3 separate regions of the Mus musculus genome follow, and all the other regions are linked to region 1. Evidence: chromatin contacts called from public HiChIP or PLAC-seq data. All regions are on one chromosome and are shown on one strand. Each heading gives the region's core, a stretch centred on a gene start, on an enhancer-like site or on the middle of the called end of the contact. The rest is flanking DNA. Distances are from core to core; before and after follow the strand shown.

The links. HiChIP or PLAC-seq counts read pairs in DNA pulled down with a chosen protein or histone mark.
Region 2: an H3K4me3 HiChIP or PLAC-seq map of embryonic forebrain shows a contact between it and region 1, with 2.5 times the contacts expected there. The contact joins the promoter of Shb here to the enhancer-like site in region 1. A contact is called at or near these places in 1 of 39 promoter capture datasets (epiblast stem cells), 3 of 484 Hi-C or Micro-C datasets (nephron progenitors, stem cell-derived cardiac mesoderm and uterus) and 4 of 115 datasets of contacts at active chromatin or transcription factors (embryonic forebrain, embryonic stem cells, forebrain and 1 more).
Region 3: an H3K4me3 HiChIP or PLAC-seq map of embryonic forebrain shows a contact between it and region 1, with 2.4 times the contacts expected there. The contact joins two enhancer-like sites. A contact is called at or near these places in 10 of 484 Hi-C or Micro-C datasets (Sertoli cells, embryonic ectoderm, embryonic stem cells and 4 more), 14 of 115 datasets of contacts at active chromatin or transcription factors (the SCID.adh cell line, astrocytes, embryonic basal ganglia and 2 more) and 1 of 9 other capture datasets (embryonic stem cells).

Annotation. Positions count from the first base shown.
Region 1 is chr4:45,651,907-45,656,870 of GRCm38.p6, reverse strand. No RefSeq gene overlaps it. Among named protein-coding and RNA genes, the nearest start is that of Gm12408, 14 kb to the right of the region's middle. Within about 2 kb of position 2,265, at least 58 of the 459 cell types and tissues checked have an H3K27ac peak or open chromatin away from gene starts, as enhancers often do. A contact at or near this core is called in embryonic basal ganglia, embryonic forebrain, epiblast stem cells and 1 more, where this site is marked.
Region 2 is chr4:45,527,979-45,532,942 of GRCm38.p6, reverse strand. It overlaps Shb (src homology 2 domain-containing transforming protein B), which reads left to right and starts at 2,115. Exons shown (of 6, transcript NM_001033306.1): 1 at 2,115-3,381. The coding sequence starts at 2,683.
Region 3 is chr4:45,768,594-45,773,557 of GRCm38.p6, reverse strand. No RefSeq gene overlaps it. Among named protein-coding and RNA genes, the nearest start is that of Gm12409, 6.9 kb to the right of the region's middle. Within about 2 kb of position 2,742, at least 44 of the 459 cell types and tissues checked have an H3K27ac peak or open chromatin away from gene starts, as enhancers often do. A contact at or near this core is called in embryonic basal ganglia and embryonic forebrain, where this site is marked.

The DNA.
Region 1 (4,964 bases), core at 1,016-3,515:
CACAGATGCCCCAACCGTCTATCTCCTGTGGATTCTAGCATCATCTGAGATCAGGTGCAGTTGGGAGGTTGGGGAGGGGTGGCTGGAATTTCAGGCGAGGGTCTGGTAACCCTGGACAGTGTTCCCATGAGAGAACACCAACAGCTCCATCACCATCACCACAGACCCAGCTATAACCTTTTACTTAGATTATTGCCATGACTGTGGGGGCCAAAGTTACCATAGAAACCTCTGCTCGGTGGTGGTTGCTGGCCCTGCTAGATCTAGAAGAAGTAGCTTGGTTCCAGTATGGAGGCTGAAAGGTGAAGAGACTCTGGGCAGCTCAAGCCTGAAAATAGTGGCTCTAGCAGGCCTTGCCCTCTTCCCAGATTCCCTCTGCCTTGGGAAAAACCATTAGATTCAATTCTTAAAGCTAGCCCCCAAGGTCTAGTCCCTTCCCAGGCCACTTCCTCCTCCTGAGGCAGACTACCAAGGTCCAGTTACCAGAGTATTGGAGTCCAGCAATCAAAGGCCCCCTTTGGCTCACCTATTAAAATATACCACTGCAGCTGGGCGTGGTGGCGCACGCCTTTAATCCCAGCACTTGGGAGGCAGAGGCAGGTGGATTTCTGAGTTCGAGGCCAGCCTGGTCTACAGAGTGAGTCCCAGGACAGCCAGGGCTATACAGAGAAACCCTGTCTCGAAAAACCTATATATATATATACCACTGCATCCTAGCCCACTCTAACACAGACTTCCCCTTTTTCTCTTCTTAAAAATGATACCTTCAAGGCCGTTTGCTGCCGTTTTTCTGCTTGTGTCACTTTATCCCCCACCTCCTGTACACCTGTGTGAGAATGCCTCTGGGGGGGTCAGAAGAGGGCGTCAGATCCCCTGTAGCTGGAGTTACCCAGTGTGGGTGGCGGGAAGCCAAACGTGGGTCCTCTGCAAAAGTGCTCTTGACTGTTTAAACATTATTCCAGCTCCTATTTTTATCTTTCTGCCTTTTCACATACAAAGTGTCTGATGAAAATACTGTCACTCTCTCACCTTGTTCCTATTGTGGGGAAGTTAGAAGTATGTAGGCAGGTAGGGGAAACAGGGTGGGCTTCCTAGGTGGGAAGGGTTTCTGGAAAGAAAAGTCCATCCAAAGACAAACATCTGGGTGAGAAGCTGAGAAAAACCCAGGGGTCTTATAAAATGCCTAACCCGGAGTCCCCCAGGAAGCCCCACCTCTGCGTTTCTCCTCCAATCCTGGCTGGAGGAACCAGCCTATCGCAATAAAAGACTTTGTTTCTTTTGTTCTCTCTGCCTCCTGCTTGTGTCTCTAGAAATGGAAACACTTGCTTTAGTCTAGTGTCTTTCTTGGACAGTCAATTCTTTGCCTGTCCAGCAGAGTGACCTTGGCCTCTGAATTACACTGTGAACCCGATGGATGCTGTGGCTGGTTGTTGCAGGGAATTAAACTAACTGTCCTACACACTCTAGGTAAACACTACTGCTGAGCTACCTCCTAGCCTCTTTTAAATTTATTTATTTATTTATGGAGACAGTTGCCACACAACCCAGGCCCTGATTCTCTTGCTGCTTCTTAAAAGGTTTTCTTTGTTAATGCTTTGAGCAGTAATGTTATGATGTGCCTTGGCGTCATTTTTGGTCATATTTCTTGTTCTTGGGGCTGACTCAACATTTTAAATCTGCAGTTTTACATTCACTATATTTATATAAAGTTGCTACAAATAGAACATCTACAAACTAAACAAATGGGGTCTAGATTTCATGTGGGGGGTAGAAATTCAATAATCTCACAAATACATACTGGCCTACGGTTATCCACCCTGGAGATTAGTCTGGCAGGAGTCTCTGAGATTGCACAGCTTGAATCTTAGGGAACCAGATGAGTGACGGCTTACTTCATTAACATTGTAACCATGTGTTCTGTTTTCCCGCTCATTTCACATCTCCCAGACATCGACCTTGAGCTACAAAGTGACAATGCTCAACCAGGACTCTTGTCTTTGCAGAAGGGCCATCCACTTCCCAGACATCCATCCCAGGCAAGCTGGGAAGTGCTGTAATTAGAAACCCGGAGCCCAAAAAGCACTGCGCGAGCTGGGAAGCCAGGGGCAAGACCCAGGGGGCAGAGCTTCCGGGAGACAGTGGGGTGGGTGGGTTCTTGTCAGTTGAGTGAAGGAGGCCTGATGGATTGACTGGAGGGCTGAACCCAGACCAACTATTGTGTCAGTTCCTCTTCGGCTCTCCTTCAGATCTCCCGGAAACTTGAGTTGTGCATCAGTCACCTCCTCCGGAGCTTTCTCCCCACCCCCTTCCTTCTCTGGGTGGTTTAGCTCAGCTGGGGCTCTTAACCAATTAACACTCTTTGCATCTGAAAAGCTCAAATCAGCTCCTCCGAGGTGTGAGAGATCAGAAGTAATTAAGGTCTCTTTCTAATGTAAATCTAAACCTGAAGTGGGATGTTTGTCTCCTTGGGAAATTTGGGTCTAGGGTTGCTGGGGAGCTGGGGAGGTGAAGAAGGGTAGTGACTTCAAGAGTTCCAGAGCGGTTGGATGCTTTCCTGAAATATTAGGTTCTTTTACGTCAGAACCAACTTCACGGGGCAGTGGGAGTGAGCATCTTTCCCTACCTTCATGCACTCACGGGTCCCTTCTCCTGTCTCCCATCCTGATGCAACTGACCCCGTCTTTCCCCCATCCTCCACTCAGCCCCTTTTATTAAGTGCCTGTCACTCTTTGTAATTATTTTATTTACTGGCTTCCCACATCATTAAGTAAATACGTCCAGGTTGTTGTTCACCCTCGAACATAATATATAAAGTTGTCCAAGTGAAAAACAGCCTGACTGCAAATCAGCCCAAGCCGTTTGGAAAGTGCCCTAGAGCCCTTCACACAACAGGGCTCCTATTAAAAGCTTCTTGCCGCCGCCTGCCGCCGCCGCTGCCACCACCACCACCACCACCACCACATTCCCTTTGCTTCCCTTTCTGCCTTGTAGCCAATGACTTAGGATCTGCCATCACTGATCACTGGCTGGCTGTACCCAGAAACAATTCTTCTACGGAAGTGTTAGGTAAACAGCCAGGCTTAGAAGCCACTGAAATTAGACCCTTCCCTCATAATTAGTTTTGGACCTCACTTCCTGTTCTCCTGGTAACATTACAAAAGGAAATATCAGTGCTCCCTCTCCTTAATATTTAAAATATTATATGAAAGGGTATGGGGCATTAGGTTAATGAAAAGCTATTGCCTGGGTAAGAACACTGACTGCTCTTCCGAAGGTCCTGAGTTCAAATCCCAGCAACCACATGGTGGCTCACAACCATCCGTAGTAATGAGATCTGACGCATGTCTGAAGACAACTACAATGTATTTATGTATAATAATAAGTAAATCTTTGGGTTGGAGCAGTCAGGGACTGAGTGAGTGGCATTGACCAGAGTGAGCAGAGGTTCTAAATTCAATTCCCAACAACCACATGAAGGCTCACAACCATCGTACAGCCTCAGTGTACTCATATGCATAAAGATAAATAAATAAATAAATAAATAAATAAATAAATGCACTTGCTTACAGATCTTCACTGCTAAGTTGGCTTGCTCTTCTGAGTTCTAACTCAAAAACAGTGTAACTTAGAGTTACTGTTAGACCTCCTGTCCCCACTTCTCCCACCATGATGCCAACATCTTGAAAGGGACTGAATACTAGAAATATATGTGAGCGCCTCTCTGAATCACCACTCCATCCAAGGTCCTTCCTTATGTAACATATTGGGGCTGAAACCTGGGAGTTCCCTAGTTCCTTCATGTGGTCTCAAGGCACCAACACAGGTGCATGCTGGTGTACTTACCTGCCCTATTTCTTCATAGGCTCCTGCTACGAGGGCTAAAATTTATGTTTTAAGTTTTAATCACTGTGCTTAAGAGATCTATAAAACAAAAATGCCTCTAACCTGTAAGGCCCACTTGCCCAAGGACAGATACCTTCTTGGAAGGCTGGAGGCCATTGTTCATTAAGATAACAACCCCTGTGTTTTCACTTCTGTAAACAAGGTTGGTTGCCCCAACTGCACAGGATGTCCTTGATCCCACACAGGCGGGAGGTGTAGGCAGGAAGTACTTCAGGATGAATGCTTGCCTCGAATTGGACAAAAGTGGAAAATACATGGCCTTGTGGGTTTCGCCTTTATAACCACCTGACTAACATAATTCACAGCCATTCTCTGGGAATCCTGGGTTTGGAACTACCCTGTGTTCATTGTCCTGGCCAGTATTTAATAAAACTTGCTTCAGATTTAGCTCAAAAATTGTGGTAGTGGTCTTATTCTCACCTGGGGGGGATTAACACTGCCCCATTGATAGATTGTAAAACTAAAGACCTGGGAACCCAGGGAAGGCTAAATGACACCAGGTGATATCTTTTGGTTGTCCTAATTACAACAAGCAGGCCAGTTCACTTTACTCATTCAGATCTCTGTGCACCATGCTACACAGACTCACATGGATAACATCCTCTTGGTGTATAAGTACAGACACCGGTACCAGCCTGACCTTGGCTCTCACAATGCCCTAATGTCAGCAGGAAGTAGCCAGAACCCATAAATTTCTTGGGTCCCACCTCTCTCTCTCTCTCTCTCTCTCTCTCCCCCTCTCCCTTTCTCTCTTTCTCACTCTCCCTCTTCCTCTCTCCCTTTCTCTCTCTCTCTCTCTCTCTCTCTCACACGCACGCACACACACACACACACACACACACACACACACACACACACACATAGAGCCTAGAATGATTCTGGTAGCTGCCCCTCTTTAGGGAGCTTTAGCCTTGGCATCCTGCAGCTTGTCTCCCACCTCAGGCCTAAGCTGCTATGCTCCTAGCATGCAGCAGCCCCAAGGTAGAGCAGGACAATACAATTAGCTTCCTGCCTTCCAAGCCTCATATCCTATCTAATCTGATAAATTTAGAGAGCTCCCA
Region 2 (4,964 bases), core at 866-3,365, 120 kb after region 1:
CCATCTGTAAACCAGGAATAAGATCAGATTGCAGGGATACTGACTGGGGTTAATTATATACAGTGTTTAGGGGCCAGGCAGTTACACAGGGACTCTGGAAGCTCTTGGCATAATACTATAGCATTACAATAATTCTGGCTTGCAAATTATAGCCCAGAAGAAACCTTACAGGAGCGACAACTCTGACTCTGTGGCCAGCTGAAAGCAGAATGTGAAAAAAATAAGTTGTGAAATACAACTTCGCTTCCTAAACCTTCAGAAAAGCAAGATACTGTTTCCATGTGCAGCACACATGCAGGGAGCAGAGAACAGGCCTCCAGACCCTGGGGAGGACTTTCTTGGCCCAGGTGGCCTGGCTGACTGCCAGGATCTGGCTTCCTTTCCTTCCTGAGCCTAGAAGCTGGAGGGAGGGGGCGGGACGGGGGTGGGGCTTAAAACGAGGATGTCCTGGTCGGTCAGGTTTTTTCCCCTTAATTGGGGCCTCCCTCCATGCAGCATGATTAAGTGCTTGCGCAGCAGAGCAAGGATTTAAAGGGTAATTTGAGACATATAAGTGTAGGGATACCCAAAATAAGCATCTCAGCATCAACTTCTGGGGTCTCTCCCTATCTATGCTCCACACACCAAACGTTCAGCCTTGTCCTGTGTGCAGAGTTTAAGACTATTTCCTAAGGATGCTAAATGAATAGGTCTCAGGTAAGAAATAAGTGGGAATGTTATCGGAGATTGTTGGGGTTCAGGTAGCAGTGGGGTTTGGGAAATTCAAGTGGTCTTAGGGAACGAGAGAGGCAAGTAGTCTGACTACGTGGGGCTGAGCAGATAGATTGGAGCCTTCGGAGTCATGGGTCTGCCTTTTTCTAGTGTGGTGTCGCTGGAGCCTGAGTCTGGTAGGTCGCAGGGAGAGTTTGGAAGAGGTCACATTGTGCCTTACCAGGTCCCGAAGTCTCAGGATGAGAGTCTGACCTCCAGTACTAGCAGATCCTGGATTTGCTCTCTACTTCGATAGGTTACTGTTCCTACAGGACACAGGAAAAACAGTGTGTCCAACCTATATATAATGTACAGGTGACAGGTGAAATTACGGTCACAGTGTGTTATTTTGGCAAATCACCATTCTGAAGGACGGTTTCAGCTCAGAGGTACTCAAGGGGGATGGGGGGTGGGGCTGGCCAAATAGAACTTCCAAACATATCTAACATCTAGAAGGCAGATATCTTATTTCATTTTCAGGCAGTATTTTGTTCTTGACAAGGCTCCTGCTACCCCCTCTGAGAGCAGACTCAGAAAGCTACCCCCCTTTGGCCTGGGTTTCCTCACGTTTGGATAATAACTCCATTGTCTTAAGTTACATCATCACAGTGCCACCAGATCCTAGTCATCCATGTATAATCTACCTCGGGGCCTCAGTTTCTCCATCTGGAAAACTGTCTCTGGATTAAATAGAGTCTCGCCAGCTCCGGCAACCTTAAGCGTTAAATGTTTACATAGCTGGTTCCACTAGGTTGGCAGTGAACAGGGTTAAAGCCCCACTTCCTAGAAGGTGAAAAGGTAAGCAAACAGTCCGACCTCCCCTTAGCCTTGCTCAGGGATTGGTGCCCCGCCTGGTCCCAGCCGCCTATCCCGTCCGGATCCGTCATCTGGATTGCTAATACACTCATTAGCATAAAGAGTTTTTCCGAAGACCCGGCGCCGGAAAAGCTGAACCGGAGTCTCTGTCCCTTTAAAGAGAAGAGGGACAGCCACTCTCTCATTTTAGGGCATCTCCTCTGCATGGTCCTCTCGGTCAACTAGAGGTCGTGCGTTAGTCCAGCCTGCCTACCACCTCGATGGTGGACATCCATTCCTAGAGTGCACGGCGCGTGGGCCCCCAGGGACTGTGCTGACTGCTTTGGCTTCAAAGAGCCGCAGTCCCTGCTGGAGGGAGGCACGGCCTGCCAAGCCGCAGGACGCGGGCGCCCTAGGGCAGGACCCCGGAGCTGGCGCCCAGGCGGCCGCAGGAGGTGGCTCGTGCAGTCGTGAGGAGGTTCCTGGCTGCACGCGGGGGCGTGGCCTAGGAGGGGCGTGGCATTGGCGGAGGGGTGGGGCCTGCGGGAAGGGGCGGGGCCGCGGCGCTGGGCGGGTTCTGGCGGCCGAGTGTCACACACGCGGCGGCTCGGGAGGCGGCAGCAGAGGCAGCGGCAGAGCCAGGCGCCGCCGGGACGGGCAGGGGCGCGCGGGCTCCGCCAGGCGCCGGCCGCCTCCCTCATTCGTTCGCTTGTTTTCCGACCCGCAGTGGGGCCGGGCTCGCCCCCGTGCACTCGAGAAGCCCGCAGCTGGCCGCGGCTCGCACGGGGCAGGGGCGCGCTCCGCGAGGGTGGGGGCGCTGGGTGCGGGCGTGCGCGGCGGGGGGCGCCTGGCCTTCCGCTCTAGGCGGCCCGGGTCCCTATGAGACACGTCTGTGCGGGGCGCGAGATCCAAAGCTCGGTCGGCGCGCGGCAGGGGCGGAGGGCTGTGCAGCAGCGGCCGGAGCCAGGCGGCGGCCGGCAGGAGGCGGCGGCTGCGAGAACTTGAACTTGGCGACCGGTGCCCCGCACGCCCCCCACCGGGGCAGGGGCGTTGCGGGACTGGGCGACAGCGTTGTCCCCCGAATGGCCGCGGCGGCGGACCGGGCTCGCGCGCCGCGGCCCTAGGCGGCCCTTCGCCATGGCCAAGTGGCTGAACAAGTACTTCAGCTTGGGCAACAGCAAGACTAAGAGTCCGCCGCAGCCGCCGAGGCCGGACTACCGGGAGCAGCGGCGCCGGGGCGAGCGACGAGAGCAGCCCCCGCAGGCCGTGCCGCAGGCCTGCTCGGCGTCCTCGGCGTCCTGTGGGTCGGCCGCCGCCTGCTTCTCGGCCTCGTCGGGCTCTCTGCCCGACGACAGCGGCAGCACGAGTGACCTCATCCGCGCCTACCGCGCGCAGAAGGAGCGCGACTTCGAGGACCCGTACAACGGGCCGGGCTCGTCGCTGCGCAAACTGCGAGCTATGTGCCGCCTGGACTACTGCGGCGGCGGCGGCGGCGGGGACCCCGGCGGGGGCCAGCGCGCCTTCACGGCGGCAGCGGGAGCTGCGGGCTGCTGCTGCGCGGCGGCGGGAGCGGGCGCCGCCGCGTCCTCGTCCTCATCCTCCGGCTCCCCGCACCTCTACCGCAGCAGCAGCGAGCGGCGGCCGACGACGCCGGCGGAGGTGCGCTACATCTCCCCTAAGCACCGACTCATCAAAGTGGAGAGCGCGAGCGCTGCGGGGGACCCTCCGGGAGGCGTGTGCTCTGGCGGCCGTACCTGGAGCCCGACGACCTGCGGAGGCAAAAAACTGCTCAACAAGTGCTCCGCCGAGGAGACCGGAGCTGGTCAGAAAGATAAGGTAAGCTCCAAAGCTATTGGTGCGCTTGGGGAACTGAGGCACTGCCACGTTTCCCATCCCTTGCATCAACTTTGCTCTGGCATCCTGGGGTCTAGGCTACAGCGCTCATTTTGCCAGATGGTGATTAGACTCCGACTCTTTGGTTCCTGCTCCCCAAACGCACCCTTGCGGATCCCAGAGCCAGAGCGAGAGCACCCCGTCTAACTACCCAGAAGACAGACCCAGCCAGCCCTTCCGGCTCCCCCAGTAAAGTTAGCAGCGGCTGGCCTAAAAGAGCATTTACTCTCGTTTACCCCGGGGTCCCTGTAGTGGTCCCCCTCCCAGATGCAGATGGGAATTGAGGTCTAGAATGGGAAAGGGAATCTCCGGGTCGTAGATTTCCTTATTGGCTGTCCCAGAATATCTGTATGTGTGTAAATGCTTCTAAACGTCCCACTCTGCGTGCCAGGTTTCCGAAGCCAAGCGGCCTTTTGTACTAGAGCGATATTGGGAACCCCCATGCAGGCTTTTCCGGTGTTAAGGTTCGTCCTCCCAGAGAATTTACCCATCTGGCCTTTCCCACCCGCTCTCCCCAGCTCCGCAGGCAGTCTGCTAAAAAGAGACCCTTCTCTGCCCACTTCATTCTCTTTCCTGATTCCATCCCTGTAGTACCGTCTCGGGAATGAGAAGCCTTTGTGGCAATCCCCTGCCGAATCTATCAGGCCATCTTGTTCCCTGCTTCATAACAAGGGAGTTAATTACAGGCAGGCCCCTCTACTCTTCCTTCCCTTCACACTCCTGAGTTAACCTCCCTTCCCCCATAAAATACTTGTTCTGCCCACTTCTCGCTGAGGCAGTGTTTTGATTAAATCTGAGGCCCAGTGAGAGATCTTCACGGCAGGGTTGCTTGGCTGGCCGGCCCCTGCTTTGCCTGCGTTCTTCCCCACACTCTCCTTGCAAGCTCAAACTTTTGCCTGGACTGATAGAGATTGGCTAGCCTAGCAGGGAGACATTTCCTACCTGTCAGCGGGTGCTTGGCAAGGCTTCTTTTTGCTTTATGGGAGAGGTGAGGAAGGATATGCCCTCCTGAAAAAGTTGCCTGTCTGGTCTCCCTGGGGTCATCCTGCATTGTCTGCCCAGGATGGATGGTATGAGCAGCCTGAAGGAGCCTATGTCCCCAGGAACGGTGTGGGCACACACCTTGGAAACGCATACTCTTTGTGCTTCCCAAGTATCCAAGATGCCACACTGAGAACAGAGAGCTGGAAGCCCTGGTGACTCATACAGTCACCAAGGGTACAAGAGGAGAGATGTCCCTGAGAAGAGCTGAGCTATTGGGCTTGTGGTTGATGTTTTCTGGAAGTCAAGCTTCCTGCAGCTTCATATGTGGTGGGCTCACTGGGTGAGCTTTGAGCTTTTCCATATGAAAGTGAGGAGAGAGCTTTCCAGAGAGGTTTGCAGCCCACCTCACCTGACTCAGCATCCCTAGTTGCCCAAGACCACTGCCCCCCAGGGGGCAGACTTTCCTTGTTTACTGCTTGTGGTTCAGCCTGCTCTCAGAAATCTTTGTGTGGCTTTCAAATTTGTTGTAAACATTTTTCCCC
Region 3 (4,964 bases), core at 1,493-3,992, 120 kb before region 1:
ATTGAAGGGATGGCTATAAACTGGGCTGGGGTTGTAAAGGGTGAGACTCTAGGGAGGGGTTGGAAAACACAGGGGCAAAGACAGGCAGCATTTGGAAGTAAGGGAATATGAAACTGGTTTTTCTTTTTTTTGAGGTGGGATCTCACTAAGTAGCTCTGGCTGTCCTGGAACTTACTACATGGATCAGGCTGGCCTTGAACTCACAGAGATGTTACTGCCTCTGCCTCCTGAGTGCTGGGATTAAAGGTGTATGCCTCCACAGCTGTGGACAGTGGTGGATACAGGACTATCTATGGTCTCCAGACTATGCCTAAAGAATGATTTTAATGATTATAAAACCTTAATAGACTTGACTTTTTCATGTTTTTATTCCTGCATTGGACATTCTTGCTCTGCCCACCACGTGCACACATTTTTCTCAAGGCGTTGATTGATGCCTGTCAGACTATCCCCAAATGCCTTGTTTTTTGTCTGTAAGACAGAGATTTGAGTCTTATATCAATATCCCTTAGTGGAGAAGAGCGTGCCTTTGAGATTTGATGATGCGGGATTCAAAGTCTGTCTCCACTACTGCGGAGATGTGTAATGCATGTGACGCTAGAGTATCATTTCCGGTTGGCAGAGGTGTTAGTCAGGCTTCTGTGCCTGTGGCAGAGGCTCTGGATTACCAAGAAGGTTCATTCTGGCTCACGGTTTTGTCCCGTGACAAATAGAGTTGGCTCTATTATGTTGGCAGCATAGAACGTAGTGGTAGAAGCCTGCTCACCTGGAACCCAGGAAGAAAAGCAAAAACAAAACAAAACAAAACAAAACTAGAAAGACAGGACCTGTGATGTAGTTTGGCAACTAAAGGTTCTTGCCTCTAAGCCTGATGACCCAGGTTCTGTCCTCAGAAGCAGGATAGTAGAGGGAGAGAATACAAACCCTGTAATTTCCCCATGTGTGCTGTGGAATGTCCCTGTCGTTGCACCAAACCCTCTCCTGTCTCCTGGTATTCCTTCAATGGCCCAATAAGGCAAGTATTGTTATTACAACTACATAATCTGCTGTTATGGTTCTGATCTTGACTGTCCCCTCAAAGGCCAGCATGCTGAAGGCATAGTCAGTCCCCAGGCTGTGGCCCTTCTGTCTTTGCCTTCCAAACATGAATTTGCAGGTACGAGCCACTACATCTGCTCTTCCGTTTTAGACAGGTGACCTACTTTCACCTCTAAGTTGATGACCCATGCTTTCTGACAGCAATAGGAAACAAGCATACATACCATCTCTGCTGAAGGTCCCCTTTCCTAGACTAGGAGGATTTTATAAGGTACCTGAGGGGCAATGGGCTAGAGATACCCTTGAACTGGTGCCAAGGAGGCTGATAGAGCATGCAAGCTCTCAGGAGTGTGCACACGAGGTCGCTTCTGACCCTTCTGGCTGAGAGGAAGCCCAGTGATCCTGTCCCCACCCCAGAAAAAGAGCCCCTTCACAATGTCACCATGAGACAGCTGCCTGTGTTGAGCCTGCTATCTTCATTCTCTGTTGAGCGTGTACCCTAATCCAGGAGCATAAGCCTGGACACACACACCCTTTCTCAAGGAAAACCCCAGAAGCTTTGCCCTGCACATAACCAGAAACTCTTATTTTGAATCGGACATAATTTTGAGCATGCCAGTTTGTTTTATTTGTGGCTGCATTCCAACAACGTCCACCGGAGGGCGCTGGGTCTATGTTTATAAGGGGCTCTGAACACAAAGCTGGGCATCCTCGGGCCTCCCAAACACTTAAGCAAACAGGACAAAGACTTCTGTACACACAGGAGCTCACACCCAGGCACTGGGGACACAGACTCCCAGACCCAGAGCACCCACTTCCACATAAGTCTGCACATCTCTCTATGTGCATAGACACCCTAGAACATATGCAGACAAATGTATGCATGAACACAGTCAGGTACAGCACACATTCACAACTGTGAATAGTACACACACACACACACACACACACACACACACACCAGCCCAGATTTATACATAGCCAATTACCTATTGGCAGACAATCACAGCCACGTGTAAAATGTCATAAACACACATTCAGATGCAGAGATGCGATTATGCACGGGAAGAGCCGCAGACAGACACGCATGTCTAAATAGCAACACACCCAGCCAGGTAAGGACTCCTTGCCCAGGCCTTTGTTATCTCACTTTGGTGGAAAATGCAGTCCCTCGAGGGCATGGCTAATGTTGTGCTGTTTTCTAAGAAAAACAATGGAAATGTCAACTTCTTAATCCCAACGGAAACTGTACTATTCGTTAAATGTTAATGAAGGGCATTTTTGAGGACAAGCTGTCTCTTAAAAGGAAGGATAGCCCTGCTCTGACAAGGAGGAAACCCCAGCTACAGTTCTACAAACACCTTATTAACATATGGAAAGCTCCGAGACGCTCTAAAGCGCCTTTGGTTCCTACAAAGAATTTCTGAAGCAAATTCAACAGAAAAACATGGATGGGGGAGAAATGGCGTAAAGTTGAAGAACAAAAAAATCCAAACAAACCCCTCTTTCTTAGGGGTGATAAAGAAAGGTGGAGATGACTGTCAGGTGGCCAGGTCTGGAAATTTGCCTTTGTAAAAACAAAATGGTTAAAGGAAGGAAAATGTGAAAGGCAAGAGGAAAAAGGGCCCATAAAGACAGCTGCTTCCATGAAGCGGCAGAGCTAAGAACACACAACCAGGAAAGCACAGCCCTTGGGGCCACCCAGTCCTGCTGTGCAGCTCAGAGGGCGGGGTCTCTGGTGCAGGGGAGGTCAGGGGTAGGTGGGGACTGACCGGGCAGTGTCTCCCAGACGTAAGCTGCCCACTGCTGCATCTTTTCCACAGACCCCCTCAAGAGGTAGGATACAGGGACCTGGGGTCTGGCTCAGGAGACACAGATCTATGCAACCCCTATGTTGAGTGGCACTGGCAGCTCCCTGGACCCTGGTCTTCTCATGTGTGCCTCGAGAAAATGCCCTCTCTAACCACTTAATGTCCTCCTCTTCCGGACACTTGCTCACATAAGCTTCCATCTCGCGTCTCGCTGTCTCCTGTGACCAGAATCATTGAAAGTGGCTCTGTGAGTGCATTTAACCAAGTGCTGGCTGCAGCCTGCAGCCCATCGGCTCCATCCCACTGAACAATAGCTCAGGAAGAGATAAAAGGCATTCATCAGACAGCCAGGCCCAATTATCATGTCACACTGAATGAATGTATTTTAAAATCTTTTCTGACAAGAAAATGTTCCAAGTAGGTACCTTCAAATTAGCTGGAAAATCCAGAAAATTTGCTATTAGACCTTTTTTTTAAGAATCTTTATTCCCCCCTACTGTTCCGAAGGAATTCCTTGGGTGTTAATAATTCCTTCTAAGAGTCTGCCCCTGTGCCTCCCGCTGGGACTGGAATATTCTAACTGCCTGCCCCACTCCCCAGAAGCCACTACAGGGACAATGTAAACTGTGGCTCTGGTGTGAATCACTTGTCCATCAGCTACCTTCAAGTGTCAGGTGCAATTCAGTTCTGTTCTGCCAGCACTCCCAGACCTCTGTTTATCGTCCATTAGCCCTGCCAGAGTGGAGTCCACCCGGGTGACCTTGAAGGGAGACCTCCACCTAAGGCCACATTTTCAAACAGCAAGTTGATTTTGAAACCAAATCTGACTGCTTATCTGTGTGACCTTGAACAAGTGACTTCACTTCTGAGTCCCTTTTTTTTTTTTTTTGCTTTACCTCTAAAAGTCAGGAGATGTCACCAAATTCCTGACACACTACACTGTAGTGAGGAGGGACCTTTTCCTGGAGACGCAGAGGCTTTCCCTCTGGCCCACAGTGTGATCAGGACTGGCATGTCAGGCTGGTTTTGTGGCTGGGGGGTGTGAGTTCCTCACAGCACATAACTATTCATCTTTATTACTAGAATCCTGTAGCAGGTGGCTCTCTGGGCTGAGAGGAGAGTTCTCTGTCCTAATGAGAAACTGCAGCTTGCAGGAGTTCAAGATTTGGAGAAGGGAGAACAGGTGCTCGGTGGGTGGGAAATTGAACTGTGGAGTCAGTTTGTAAATGAGAATAAAGTGGCTTGCTTCACCCCAACCCCTTCATGGTTTTTGCTTGCCTGCTCGATGTGGTGTTTGTTTGTTTTCACAACAAAGTCTCCTGTAGGCTGGCCTTGAGCTTACTATGCAGCCCAGGGTGACCTTGGCTTTTGATCTTGCATCATCGGACATGCCAAGCTTATGTGGCACTGGGGAACACAAACCCAAGGCGTTCGTGTTTGTCCGTGTGTTTGATGCCTGCTTGGCAAGCACCCGGCCCACTACACTGCAACTCCAGCCTTTATTCAGGGGACAGGCAGTTGTTAGGGTCCTCGTTTGCAGTGGCAAAACCGCAGGGTCTGCTGAGCCGTGTGTCCCGCTCTGGGAAGAACAAAACATCCTCCTCCGTTACAGGACCGACTGCGTGGAGCACCATGCTTTCTCTACACCTCTCTTTGTCTGTTTCACTCTGACAATTAACAGGAGACGTTTCAGCTCTTCTGCCAGCACCCAGGGACGTGGAGCACAGACAGCAGAACCCTGCTAGGAAGACACCGCACATTTCCACAGTCCTGCCTTCCCTCGAACAGCCAAGGGAGGCTTCAGGCCAGGAGGTGACCTCCGACTCCCCTGCATTTTCTGAGTTTCATAGCAGTATGTCCAGCTGACCCATGTAGATATCCCTGGCTGGCTGGAAGCATGGGGATTACCTAGTGTATAGAGATCTGTTTTCTAGCGTCTCTCATAGCCGATGTGCTAGGTCCATGGGGTCTTCAGAGGTGCTTGCTGCCCTTCACAGTCCACAAGGGACGCCAAATGAATGTATAGGTCACGTATAGAACTCATCTGCCCTGTCACAGATAGGGAAACTAATGCCTAAAGATGAGTTTCCCTTCCACTGATGGCTACGTCATGGC